Regions from separate parts of the Ovis aries genome. Here region 2 is linked to region 1. Evidence: chromatin contacts called from public Hi-C data. All regions are on one chromosome and are shown on one strand. Each heading gives the region's core, a stretch centred on a gene start, on an enhancer-like site or on the middle of the called end of the contact. The rest is flanking DNA. Distances are from core to core; before and after follow the strand shown.

Evidence for each region. Hi-C and Micro-C count contacts between places; a contact is called where the count stands out from the background.
Region 2: a Hi-C map of blood shows a contact between it and region 1, with 2.7 times the contacts expected there. The contact joins the promoter of GALNT4 here to the enhancer-like site in region 1. A contact is called at or near these places in 6 of 16 Hi-C or Micro-C datasets (blood, hypothalamus and skin fibroblasts).

The regions. Positions count from the first base shown.
Region 1 is chr3:125,820,915-125,826,968 of ARS-UI_Ramb_v3.0, reverse strand. All of the region lies in intron 9 of POC1B (POC1 centriolar protein B), which reads left to right. Among named protein-coding and RNA genes, the nearest start is that of GALNT4, 65 kb to the left of the region's middle. Within about 2 kb of position 3,343, at least 16 of the 54 cell types and tissues checked have an H3K27ac peak or open chromatin away from gene starts, as enhancers often do.
Region 2 is chr3:125,887,737-125,893,907 of ARS-UI_Ramb_v3.0, reverse strand. It overlaps GALNT4 (polypeptide N-acetylgalactosaminyltransferase 4), which reads left to right and starts at 4,575. Exons shown (of 1, transcript XM_004006246.6): 1 at 4,575-6,171. The coding sequence starts at 4,833. It overlaps POC1B (POC1 centriolar protein B), which reads left to right and starts at 3,439. Exons shown (of 11, transcript XM_060414018.1): 1 at 3,439-3,495; 2 at 4,169-4,253. The coding sequence starts at 3,481. It overlaps LOC132659615 (a long non-coding RNA gene), which reads right to left and starts at 3,319. Exons shown (of 3, transcript XR_009600203.1): 1 at 1-3,319.

The DNA.
Region 1 (6,054 bases), core at 2,094-4,593:
GTGTTTTCTATTAGGCTGATTTGAATCACATAATCTCAATCTTCTGAGTGAAATTATTTGATATTTTACAAAAGTCATCCATTTGCCAGTCTTTTCAAAGGCACCACTTGTTTGAAGGTGTGGAATCTTATGGAGTCTTAGACCTTGGGTACCAGCTGACTGCACATAAAAATTACTAATTCCTACACAGTTAGAGCAGAGAAGGCAATGGCACCCCACTCCAGTACTCTTGCCTGGAAAATCCCATGGGCGGAAGAGTCTGGTGGGCTGCAGTCCATAGGGTCGCAAAGAGTCGGACACGACTGAGCGACTTTACTTTCACGCATTGGAGAAGGAAATGGCAACCCACTCCAGTGTTCTCGCCTGGAGAATCCCAGGGACGGGGGAGCCTGGTAGGCTGCCGTCTATGGGGTCGCACAGAGTCGGACACGACTGAAGCGACTTAGCAGCAACACTGTTAGAGGGGGCGATGGGCAGATTGCTTTTAGAGTAAATGAGAGATGTAGGTCACATGAAAGAAGGCAGAAAGCATAAAATCTTCTTCACGGTGTCAGACCCCTCCTCTGTCCTTTCTGCTCATCTAACTGCAGAGCCTTTGTTAATGCTCCTGGCCTGGGCACACTGTCTTAATTAAAACATAAGACAACTTCTTTCTTTTCTAGTACAGCCCTGTCCACATTGTGCAATGGCACTTCACTAATTCACGCTGACTTTGTCTTTTTCAGACTGTCATGAGCTGGGTTACATAGTCCAAACCCCCAGACAAAACCAAACTTTCCTTCTCGAAGGAGGAACTAACTTAAAGTGTGTGCCTGACACTTTTCTTCCCCACCTTTTTGCACATTTTGATGGGAAGACATAGAGCCATTCTAAAGGATGGTGGTAGATCTTGGAGACAGGCTTCAAAACAGCTATTCTAAGAGCGTTGCGGGATATTATTGTAAGAAGGGTTGGCAGTGGTGGTATTCACTCTCTAAGTCACATCCAACTCTTTGCAGCCCTACCTATGGACTGCAGCACGCCAGGCTCTTCTGTTCTCTACTGTCTCCCAGAGTTTGCTCGAATCAATGTCCAGTAAGAAGGGGTTCAGTTCAGTTCAGTCGCTTAGTCCTGTCTGACTCTTTGCGACCCCATGAACCGCAGCACGCCAGGCCTCCCTGTTCATCACCATCTCCCGGAGTTCACTCAGACTCACGTCCATCGAGTCCATGATGCCATTCAGCCATCTCATCCTCGGTCGTCCCCTTCTCCTCGTGCCTCCAATCCCTCCCAGCATCAGAGTCTTTTCCAATGAGTCAACTCTTCGCATGAGGTGGCCAAAGTCCTGGAGTTTCAGCTTTAGCATCATTCCTTCCAAAGAAATCCCAGGGCTGATCTCCTTCAGAATGGACTGGTTGGATCTCCTTGCAGTCCAAGGGACTCTCAAGAGTCTTCTCCAACACCACAGTTCAAAAGCATCAATTCTTCGGCACTCAGCCTTCTTCACAGTCCAACTCTCACATCCATACATGACCACAGGAAAAACCATAGCCTTGAAGTTAATTAAAAAGATTTTGTCAATAATTGTTTTTTTGGTTTCTGATTTCATTATGGCCATTTGAAGTTACCTTAATCACCACATTGCATAGCAAATTCTATATGATATTGAGCAGGAAGGAAAACTTCCTTTAACTTCAACCAAATATTTATATAAAGATATTATGTGGTAGTCTGGCCGTGATTCATAGTTGAAAACTACAAGTGATCAATTTATGACTTGGAGTCTGAGATTGAGTTTTTATTTCAACCTTCTATTAAGGTTGAAACATTGTGTCATTAATTAATGGTTAATAAAACTGACCTCCTCTACCAATTTTGTATTTCAGTTCTAGGTGTGGTATATGTATTGTTTTGTACCTCTGAAAATGTTCTTTAGAGATTATCAATAATAATAATATCTAACACATGCAACATTATTCTAATTGCCTTACATAAACTGTCATTCAGTCTTCCTAAAAACTATAAAGGAAGCACCATTTGTATTCCATGAGAAATTGAGGTCCATGTAAGTTAAACCTTAGAGCTAGCAAGCAGCAACATGAGAATTGCAACCAGTCACTCTGGTTCCATTCTGTACCTATAACTATTTTCATACAGTGCTTCAGTAGAATCGAGATTTAATTTCATCCTGTTAACAAATACTGGACCTCATAGTAGCTTTAGATTATGCAACAGTGGACAGGATGGACATGTTTCTTGCTCTTCAGAATTTTTTAGCTCATGAACGCCTCGCTGTCCAGAACCTCGGCATGGGATGGAATCTGTGAGGGCACCTGTATTAATCCTCCATCATGCATGAATCCCTTGTTCGATGATGGAAAACTCAGCCTCTCATGAGGCAGCTGATTCCCATTTCAAGGCAACTGTAGTTATTGAAGCGTTATTTCCTTTAATAAAAATGGAGAGCTAGAAGGTGCTGTTAATATTCACGGAGATTAGCTTGCAAAGAACTTAACTGTAAGTGTCACTGTCTCAGCATATTTTCTTTGTGGAGAAGACTATAAACTTTTACTTAGTGAGACTTTCCTGCTTCACTTAATGAATGTGGCAGCAACTTGTAGCACGATACAGTAAAATATTGTTGTAGGAAGAATTTCCCAGCTCGTAGAAGCTCAAGGATTTCTCTATGAGAGACGCTGATCGTTTCCATATGATTTCATCTTTTGGAGCAGTTCTTGTTTCAGATGGCAAAAGCAGATTGAATTTTTCATTGGTAAACAATTTCATATCTACACTAGGTGGCAGTAGATAAAAGAAAATAAGGTGTCTGCAGGCACTTTCTGGATAGCTAGCTCACCGTTGAAAGGAAAGCAGGTCGGCCTCAGGTTTCTTATCTTTGCCTCAACTCTGGACCCAGAGCTGACGGGAAGGAGGCTGTGCGTTCTGGTCTGTGCAATGGCCAGAAAAAACCTAGGCAAATAGATGGTCTTGTATGGTTCTGATTCCTTCTTTATTGCAGTATAGGGATTGTTGGGTGTGTACCCCTCTGCCTGTAACACAAGTGGCTGGATAAATGTAAACACTTCACAGTGTTTCCAAACTTCAGCTGTACTGATCAGACATGATACTGCTTTTGAAATCATTCCAGGCCTCTTAACCACGGGTTCAGCCCCTATTCCCACAGCCCCTGACTGCTGCAGTGTTCTCACTGTTATATCCCTACTTTATTCTGTATACTGTACGTGTTCCCGCCAGCATAATCTTTCTAACGTGCATTTTGGCCTCCAGTTCTTCTGTGCCTCCCCAGAAGCCTTCACCCCACACAATCTGACCCTTGCCACCCTCTCTGGCGGCCACCTTGTGCAACAGTTTGTGTCAGCATTCTGCCTCTATGCTCAGGGAGGCTCATAACCTCATCTCCGGCCCTCCCTCTCTGCTTTTGTTTTCGTAACTTCTCTAAAGAAGTCATCTTAAGCTCTCTCTGCTCCATGGGAGGCCTTTCTCAGTCAACAGTCCCTTCCTGAGGTTCGCCAGTACACTCACTGTTGGTAGCTTTTGATACCAAGCTCTGCTGTCTTTAGGGGGCTTCCCTTGTAGCTCAGCTGGTAAAGAATCTGGCCTGGAGAAGTCCATGGACTGTGTAGTCCATGGGGTTGCAAAGAGTCAGACACGACTGAGTGCCTTTCACTTCACTTCACTTCTGCTATCTTTGTTGCCCTTTGTTTACTTCTTTATATTCATAATGTTCAGTGTAAATAGTGACCTTGTGGTTTCTTTCCTTTTTTTTTTTCCAAATTCTGAAATAATCTTCCTCCAAAGTAGTCACCACTCTATTATTCCCTTGCTTTTCTTTTAAATTTTACTATATATGTTTGAATCAATGATTAGATATTATTTCATTTTGGATAGCTCTAAACTTTATATAATGGAATCATACTGTGTATATTTTTATATAACCTGCTTTTTTATTTAACATTAAGATCCTGAGATTTGTTTGTATGGATTCTGAATTCATGCTTCCACATGTTGTTATGCGTAGTTGTATTTCATTCATTTTCACTGCTATATAAGATTCCAATGAATCTAAGACAGTAATTCCCATGATTATGTATCTGTTCTACTGTTGATAAACACTGGGGGATTTCTGATTGTGGTTTGTTTCTTGAATTTATTTATTGTATTGACAATTGATTTACAATGTAGTGTTAGTTTCTCCAAGATGGTGGTTCTTGTTTTTGCCATCACAAAAAATGCTCTATGAACAGAGTCAGCACATCACTGAGCTTTCTAGCTTTTGTAATCTGATAGGTAATAAGTGGGATTTTGCTTTACTCTTCCCTTTTCTAATTACTACTAATGTTTCTGAAAATCTCTTCATAGTCTAGATAGCTGTTAGGCTTCCTGTGATGTTTTCTTAGGACTTCTGTTCTTTTCACATTGATTTGTAGGTTTTTCCTATATATTTTATTTTTATTTTCGGGGTTTTTTCCTATATATTTTAGATATTTGTCCTTTTCCAGTTCCAAACATACCATCTCCTCCTGTTCATTATCTGATTGTTAACTTTATGGTATCCATTGTGAAACAGAAATGCTTAATATTGGTGTGAACAGGATGGACCCGTTTTTAATTTTTTCGGCCTTATGGCTTTACTTTTGCAGCTTTAGCTTAAGATATCCTTCTCTACCCCATGTCAGAAAGATATTTTTACACATTTACTCCTATTAACTTTGTAGTTTTAACATGCCATTTAGGTTTATAAATTATCTGCTGTCCATCTTTTATGTAGTGTTAGGGATCTATTTAGTGAGCCTGCTTCTCAGGTACAAGTCATCCTTCCTCTACCAATTTGTGGCACCATTTTTATTTTGTATTTGTTTTCCATTTATACAGGGCTTTGCTTCTGAGCTGTTTATGGTATAACTTTCAATAATCTTCTCTAATATCTTTACATGAATTTTATTTTTCCATAAAGGTCTCATGCATCTTGGTTTTTCTCTGATGTATTTTTAAATTTTTATAGTGTTATAAATTATGATTTTTAAAAATTTGCATTTTCTGTGTACTAAAATGCAGACATGTCATTGATTTTATATATCAATTTTGGATCTAGTAAACTCTTGTTAGTTTTAATGATTTAGTGGTAGATTCTTTTGTGATTTCTTTGTAGATAATTATATATGAATAACGAATTTTATTTCTTCTGTTTCCAATTCCTACATCTTAATGCTTTTATTTCCTTTTCTTGTCTTACTGAACTGGCTAGGATTTTTTTCTGCATCTTTTAAGGTGGGTCATTTATTTTATTTTTAATAGCCTTTCCTAGGTGAATCCCATTGATTTTCAAATGTAAAAGCAACTTTTTATTCCTGGGATAAATTCAACTTGGTCACAATGATCTTTTCTTATATACTGATAGATTTGATAGGCTAATATTTAAAAATTTTCTATCCATGCTAATATACAAATATATTTTAGAATATATTAGGAAATACCCTCTAGACTGTTACAAATGACATCCAATTTCTTATGGTATAAAAATCTAATATTAGCCTTTTTAATGTACATATGCAGATTAATCCAAAGCTTGATGTAATCGATTTGCAGACCTCCACTCCCCCTGTTGTGGACATCCTTTCTTTTGATTCTACCACAGTAAGTTTCCTTTGGCATTTAAGTGGTATTTAATTGTTTGGCATGATCCATTTTCCTTAAAAAGTATGTGGGAGAAAAGATTATAAAATTGACTAAGTAGCCTAACAGTTTAGAAAAAAACCTTATATGAAAAGTCAACTTACAATGTGTCTAAATTGCCACCAGGGGGAGCAGTACCAGTTTCCAGAAAAGTAGTTTGAGGACACTGAGGGCAGGAGAATCCATGCTGTCTCATCTCCTGTTAAGGTAGTCCATGTGACATTTCACATGCTCTTAGAGAACAGATTTCCTTTTTTGCTAATTGCCTTTCAGAGGTGCTAAACTTACTTCTCTTCTCCTTAGAAGCTGTAAGAAAAGTAGTCCTTTTCCTTTGTTCATCTCTCTTGATGGGTTTTATCAGTGTATCTGAAGTCTTAAAAA
Region 2 (6,171 bases), core at 3,326-5,825, 66 kb before region 1:
GCATCACTGACTCCATGGGTGTGAGTTTGAGTGAACTCTGGGAGTTGGTGATGGACAGGTAGGCCTGGCGTGCTGTGATTCATGGGGTTGCAAAGAGTCAGACATGACTGAGCGACTGAACTGAACTGAACTGAATCAGATTCTTACGAGATTTGTCAAAAATTTTAAGGTACTTAGAAGAGTACCTGGCATGTGGTGAGCGTATCATAGGTACTTGAATAAAAATGTTTAAAGCAGCTTTTAAGTGATGGGACAATCTGTGATTTTTTTTCTATTCATATTCATTTTTTGATAATTGGAAAAAAAGTTAAATTTATTTTTAACCATGTGTGCATGTTCAGTCGTGACTGACCCTTTGCCACCCTATGTACGGTAGCCCAGCAGGCTCCTCTGCCCTTGGGATTTTCCAGGTGATAATACTGGAGTGGGCTGCCTTTTTCTCCTCCAGGGGATATGCCTGATCCAGGGATTGAACATGTATCACTTCGGTCTCCTGCACTGGCAGGTGGATTCTTTACCAACTGCATCACCTGGGAAACTTCTTTTAAATTTATTTCTGGCTGTGCTGGGTCTTCGCGGCTGCACGGGCTTTCCTGTAGCTGCGGCAAGCAGGGGCTACTCTTCAGGTGCGGTGCGCGGGGCTTGCCACTGCGGCGGCTTCTCTTATTTCGGAGCATGGGCTCCAGGGCGCGGGTGAGTTCAGTCGACGTGACTCCCGGGCTCCAGAGCACAAGCTCAGTAGGTGTGCCACACGGGCTTAGCTGCTCCACAGCGTGTGGGATCTCCCCGGATCAGGGATCAAACTCATGTCTCTGGCATTCGCAGGTGGATTCTTTACCCCTAAGCCACCAGGGAAGCCTGTCACCTGGGAATCTCTTTTAACTAAGAGACTTCGAGAAAAATCCATACCTAAAAAATTCCTCTCTTTTTTTTTGGGCTAGTTTATACATCTCCAACTTTTTCTGTTAATCTGCCGAACCCAATATTAGATATATCTTGACTGTGAGAAATTTTGAGATCCTCAGAGTTTTCAGAATTATTATGTATTTTATTATTTTTATTGTAGTCAGATAGACATAAGTATTACCATTTTAACTATTTTAAGTGTACAGTTCGATGGCATTAAGTATATTCACAATGTTTTGTAACAATCACCACTATTTCCAGAACGTCATCACTTCAAACAGAAACTCCACATCTGTTAAACAGTGACTTTCCATTCTTCCTCATCCCCAGTCCGTTCTATGAACCTCCATTCTACTGTCTGTCTCCATGAATCCACATATTTGAGGTGCCTCAGTAGGTGGAATCATACTGTATATGTTCTTCTGTGTTTGGCCCCTTCACTTAACAGAATGTTTTAAGGTTCACCCACGCTGCAGCAGGCTTCCCTCGTGGCTCAGATGGTAAAGAATCCGCCTGCAATGTGGGAGATCTGGGTACAATCCCTGGGTGGGGAAGATCCCCTGGAGGGAAGGCATGGCAACCCACGCCAGTATTCTTGCCTGGAGAATCCCCATGGACAAAGGAGCCTGGCGGGCTACAGTCCACGGGGTCAAAAAAAGCTGGACACAATTGATCGGCTAAGCGCCACATAGCATGTTGCAGCATGTATCAGAATTTCATTCCTTTTTATGACTGAGTAACAGTGCATTGCATGTATCACATTTTACTTACTGATTTATCTGTTGGATACATGAATTGCTTCCACTTACTTGTTATTGTGAATAATACTGCTATGACTATTGGTGTACAACTATCTGTTCCAGTCCCTGTTTTTAATACGCTTGGGTATATACCTCAGGGTTAAATTTTTAGGAACTGCTTTATTTCCTTTTACGTTCCCACAAGCATCCAGCATTATTTTTTTAATATATTGGTCTTTTTTTTTTTTCTTTTAAAGTCAAACCTGGACTGGGAATAAGTAGCAAAGCTTAGAGTCCTGCCGCAGTTTGCTGATAAGTTGCTAGTATCAACAATCTTGACACATCACCTTCTAGACTAGAGTGATGTTTCTCAATGTACACAGCTGAGACTCCCAAGGCAATCACCTAAGAGGCTTATTATTAATACATCTGTAGGGTCCTTGATTCCACTTCATATATGCTGAATCAGCATCTTTGAGACTGAGGTCCCCTAAAACCATCATTATGCATGCTAACACACGAAACTCAGAAACCTAGATTGTTGAGTTCTCAAAGGCGGGGAAAATATCTCAGTCAGGGGAAAATATCTCAGTCACTTTTGTATCCCTCACTGCCAAATATCCTGGAGATATTCAACAAACATATACTTGAACTAATATTTCAGTCTAAATTTGCTTGATTGCTATGTACAGTATTCATTACAACTAAATTCAACGAGTTAGAAAATCTGTAACAGTGTAGTATGCCTTTCATTTGTATAGACAGTGTATCTTACCAGCTGTGGTCTATGATCCCATCTTATGCTGCCAAGAATCTTTATGCTATATGTAACTTTCAGCTGAGTTCTTCAAGCTTTGTAACAGGGTAAAAAAGGATACGGACTTGGAAACTGGAAGAGCTGTCTTTGTGTAACTTTTGATAATTAAATCAAAATGTCTAAGAATCAAGTTTATAATCTCTAAAGGTCGGCCACATTTCCTATCAACTTCGCAGCGTTGCTGAAGCTCAAATGATACTCTAGTAGGAAAGTCTGCTGTAGCAATGTCTATAGTTACCATGTGTCCGGATAATTTAAACAGAACAAAAAATATGTTTCTAAGTCTTCCTAAAGACCTCAAATATGCTACTGTATCAATTTGCAGCTCTAAAGCACAGGCAAACGAGACTGAAACAGAAACACAGCAGAAAACCTTAAATGGATGGAAAACATCCGTTCATTCATTCATCACCTTTATCCAGCATCTACATTTATAACACTCTGGGCGTGTGTGAAAAACAGTGATTAAATAACTTCAAGTCTGTCCTCCAGAGATTTACTTCTTTTGTGTATATTAATAAATAGCAAGCCGCCTCATTTCAGATCAAACTGTCTTCTGCATCAAAAAATAAGCTGTGCGGGACCTGCTTCAAATTTGCGCGCGCTGTCTCTTTAACGCGTAATAGAATTCTGATTGCATCGATCACAGGTTCCTTACCCTCTCCCAACCATCGGTCTCCTACCTGTATCGGTTACTACCCTCCTTCTGGTATCAAGCCGGGGGGAGCTCAGGTGTTAGCAAACGTTGGCTTTGATGTGTGACGACACCTGATCCCCCGGCGTCCGCCTTGCCAGGTGGCGGAGGTCCGGCTTTTCGCGGCGCGGGCGCAGCCTCGGGGCTCGGCTGGCCACGCCTGGAGCGCGGGGTTTGACTGGGGCGCCGTTGTTGTAGTGACCGGGAGGCGCTGCCGCTCCGGGCGGACGGTTCCGGGCACCGCACGGTCCCCCTTCCTACCCCGCCCCCTCCCTCCCCCCGGTTCCCCCTGCGGGCAGGAGCCGGGAGCTGAGCGCTCCCCCATGGCCTCCTCCCCGGTAAGGACGGGCTGCGGTGCGCCTCCCTGGAGCCGGTCCCGCGGGTTGGGGAGCCAGGTCGGGGCTACACCCGCACCTGGCGGGGCATGGAGGCAGGCGTCCTCAGCCGAGTCCCGACCCGCGAGCTCCGCGCCCCTCGCCCCGGGGCGCCCGTGACTCATCCCTTGCCCCCGGGGCACCGGGAGCGCCGAGCCCTGGCGGAGCCCCGGGTGCTCCTCCCCGAGCTCCGACCGCCCCGGCGGCCCCATGCCCCCCCCACCCCAGAATTCTCTTAGGGTTTCCGTGGAGCGCCTGCGTCAGAATCACCTGGGAGGTTTTTGAAAAGTACCGAAGCCGGGGGGCTCCGCCTCGCACCTGTGACCGCGAGCCTGCGGGCGGGGCCCCGGAACGTGCATTTCAATCGCTCTGCCCAGGTGGTCTCGGGCGGGCGCCCGCTCCTGGGCAGCGCGAACGGGGATTCCGCCCGCTCTGCGGGGGGAGGCTGCTGCTCGGCGTACACCCCAGTTAGCTGCGGCCGCGCGTGCTCGTTCGGGGTGCTGCTGCTCCCCCACAACCCTCCACCGATGTGGCCGTTCCCGGGCCGGCTCCCGCAGGAGGGGACCGCGCTCCTCTCCGACCCCCCCACATTCGAGGTCTGCACCTGCTTTCAAAACTTGACAACTTTCCTTCCCAGGAGGACCCGGTTCTGGAGCGTTACTTTAAGGGCCACAAAGCTGCGATCACCTCCGTGGACTTTAGCCCCAACGGCAAACAACTTGGTAAGTTTTCTTTTTTTTTCTTTTTTTGTGATGAGACGCTCAATCGGTAGGATTGCCGCCCGTCCAAGCTGGGTCCCCGGGAGCATCACGACTGAGGACCCAGATGGGTAGAATCGTGCGGAGAGCGGCCGAGATGCAGTTGGAGCGGGAGTGGACCCGAGTCCGGGGTCACCTTGGTGCTCCCGCCCCCGGCCCCGCAGAGTCGCCCACAGGCCTGGGCCCGGGCCTGGCCGACCACTGGCGCGAACTCGCCACCAGGGGGAGGAAGAGGGAAGGGGAGGGGTTTGTCCTCTGCCCGGGGAGGGTGGGGTGTTGTTGGCTGTAGAGTTTGTGAAAAGTTGTGAGGCAGGCAGGAGGAAGTGGGGAGAGAGGAGTTGGGGGTGCACCGGAGGCCGAGCCCCGCGGAGGTCCCAGGTGACCCCCAGGAAGTCCCCGCGACTGCCGAGGAGCCGAACGCCTGCATGAAAAGCGGGACCTGCTCGGAAGTTCGCTCCTACCTGAGCCCGGAGCTCAAGCGGCGGGTCCCGCAGCCCTTCCCCTGCGCGCGGTGACTCTGGTGGCCGCGTCCGCGCCCCAGCCATGAAGATCCGGATGGCCGTAAGGTGGACGTGGGCACGCAAAAGCTGCCTGCTGCTGGCGCTCCTAACAGTGGCCTACCTCCTGGTGGAACTCTCCGTCTCCACTTTCCATGCCTCCTTACGAGCCGGCGGTGCCCAGGAACCGGGGTCAAGACAGCTCTCAGAGCCGGGGAAGAAAGCAGTGGATTTGTCTCGACCGCTGTATGAGAAGCCCCCTGCAGATTCCCGTGCCCTTGGGGAGTGGGGGAAAGCCAGCAAACTCCAGCTCAGCGAGAGTGAACTGAAGCAGCAAGAGGAACTCATTGAGAGATATGCCATTAACATTTACCTCAGTGACAGGATTTCCCTGCACCGCCACATAGAGGATAAAAGAATGTATGAGTGTAAGTCCAAGAAGTTTAACTACAGGAGACTTCCCACCACTTCTGTCATCATCGCTTTCTATAACGAAGCCTGGTCGACTTTACTTCGCACCATCCACAGTGTTTTAGAAACTTCTCCTGCAGTCCTTCTGAAGGAGATCATCTTAGTCGATGACTTGAGCGACAGAGTGTATTTGAAGACACAGCTTGAAGCTTACGTCAGCAATCTGGATAGAGTCCGCCTGATTAGAACAAACAAGCGCGAAGGGCTGGTGAGGGCCCGTCTGATTGGGGCCACTTTTGCCACTGGCGATGTCCTGACTTTCCTGGATTGTCACTGTGAGTGTAATACTGGTTGGCTGGAGCCACTTTTGGAAAGGATTCATAAGGATGAAACAGTGGTCATTTGTCCTGTTATAGACACCATCGACTGGAATACTTTTGAATTCTATATGCAGACTGGGGAACCCATGATTGGTGGGTTCGACTGGCGTCTAACATTCCAGTGGCATTCTGTCCCCAAACATGAAAGGGACAGGCGTAAATCCAGAATTGAACCATTCAGATCGCCCACCATGGCCGGAGGACTGTTTGCGGTCAGCAAGAAGTATTTTCAGTACCTTGGAACTTATGACACTGGGATGGAAGTGTGGGGAGGTGAAAACCTGGAGCTGTCTTTCAGGGTGTGGCAGTGTGGAGGTAAACTGGAGATCCACCCCTGTTCCCACGTGGGCCACGTATTCCCTAAGCGGGCACCATATGCTCGGCCCAATTTCCTGCAGAATACTGCTCGGGCAGCGGAAGTCTGGATGGACGAGTACAAAGAGCATTTCTACAACCGAAACCCTCCAGCAAGGAAAGAAGCTTATGGTGATATTTCTGAAAGAAAATTACTACGGGAAAGGCTGAAGTGCAAGAGCTTTGACTGGTATTTGAAAAATGTGTTTTCTACTTTGCACGTTCCAGAGGATAGGCCAG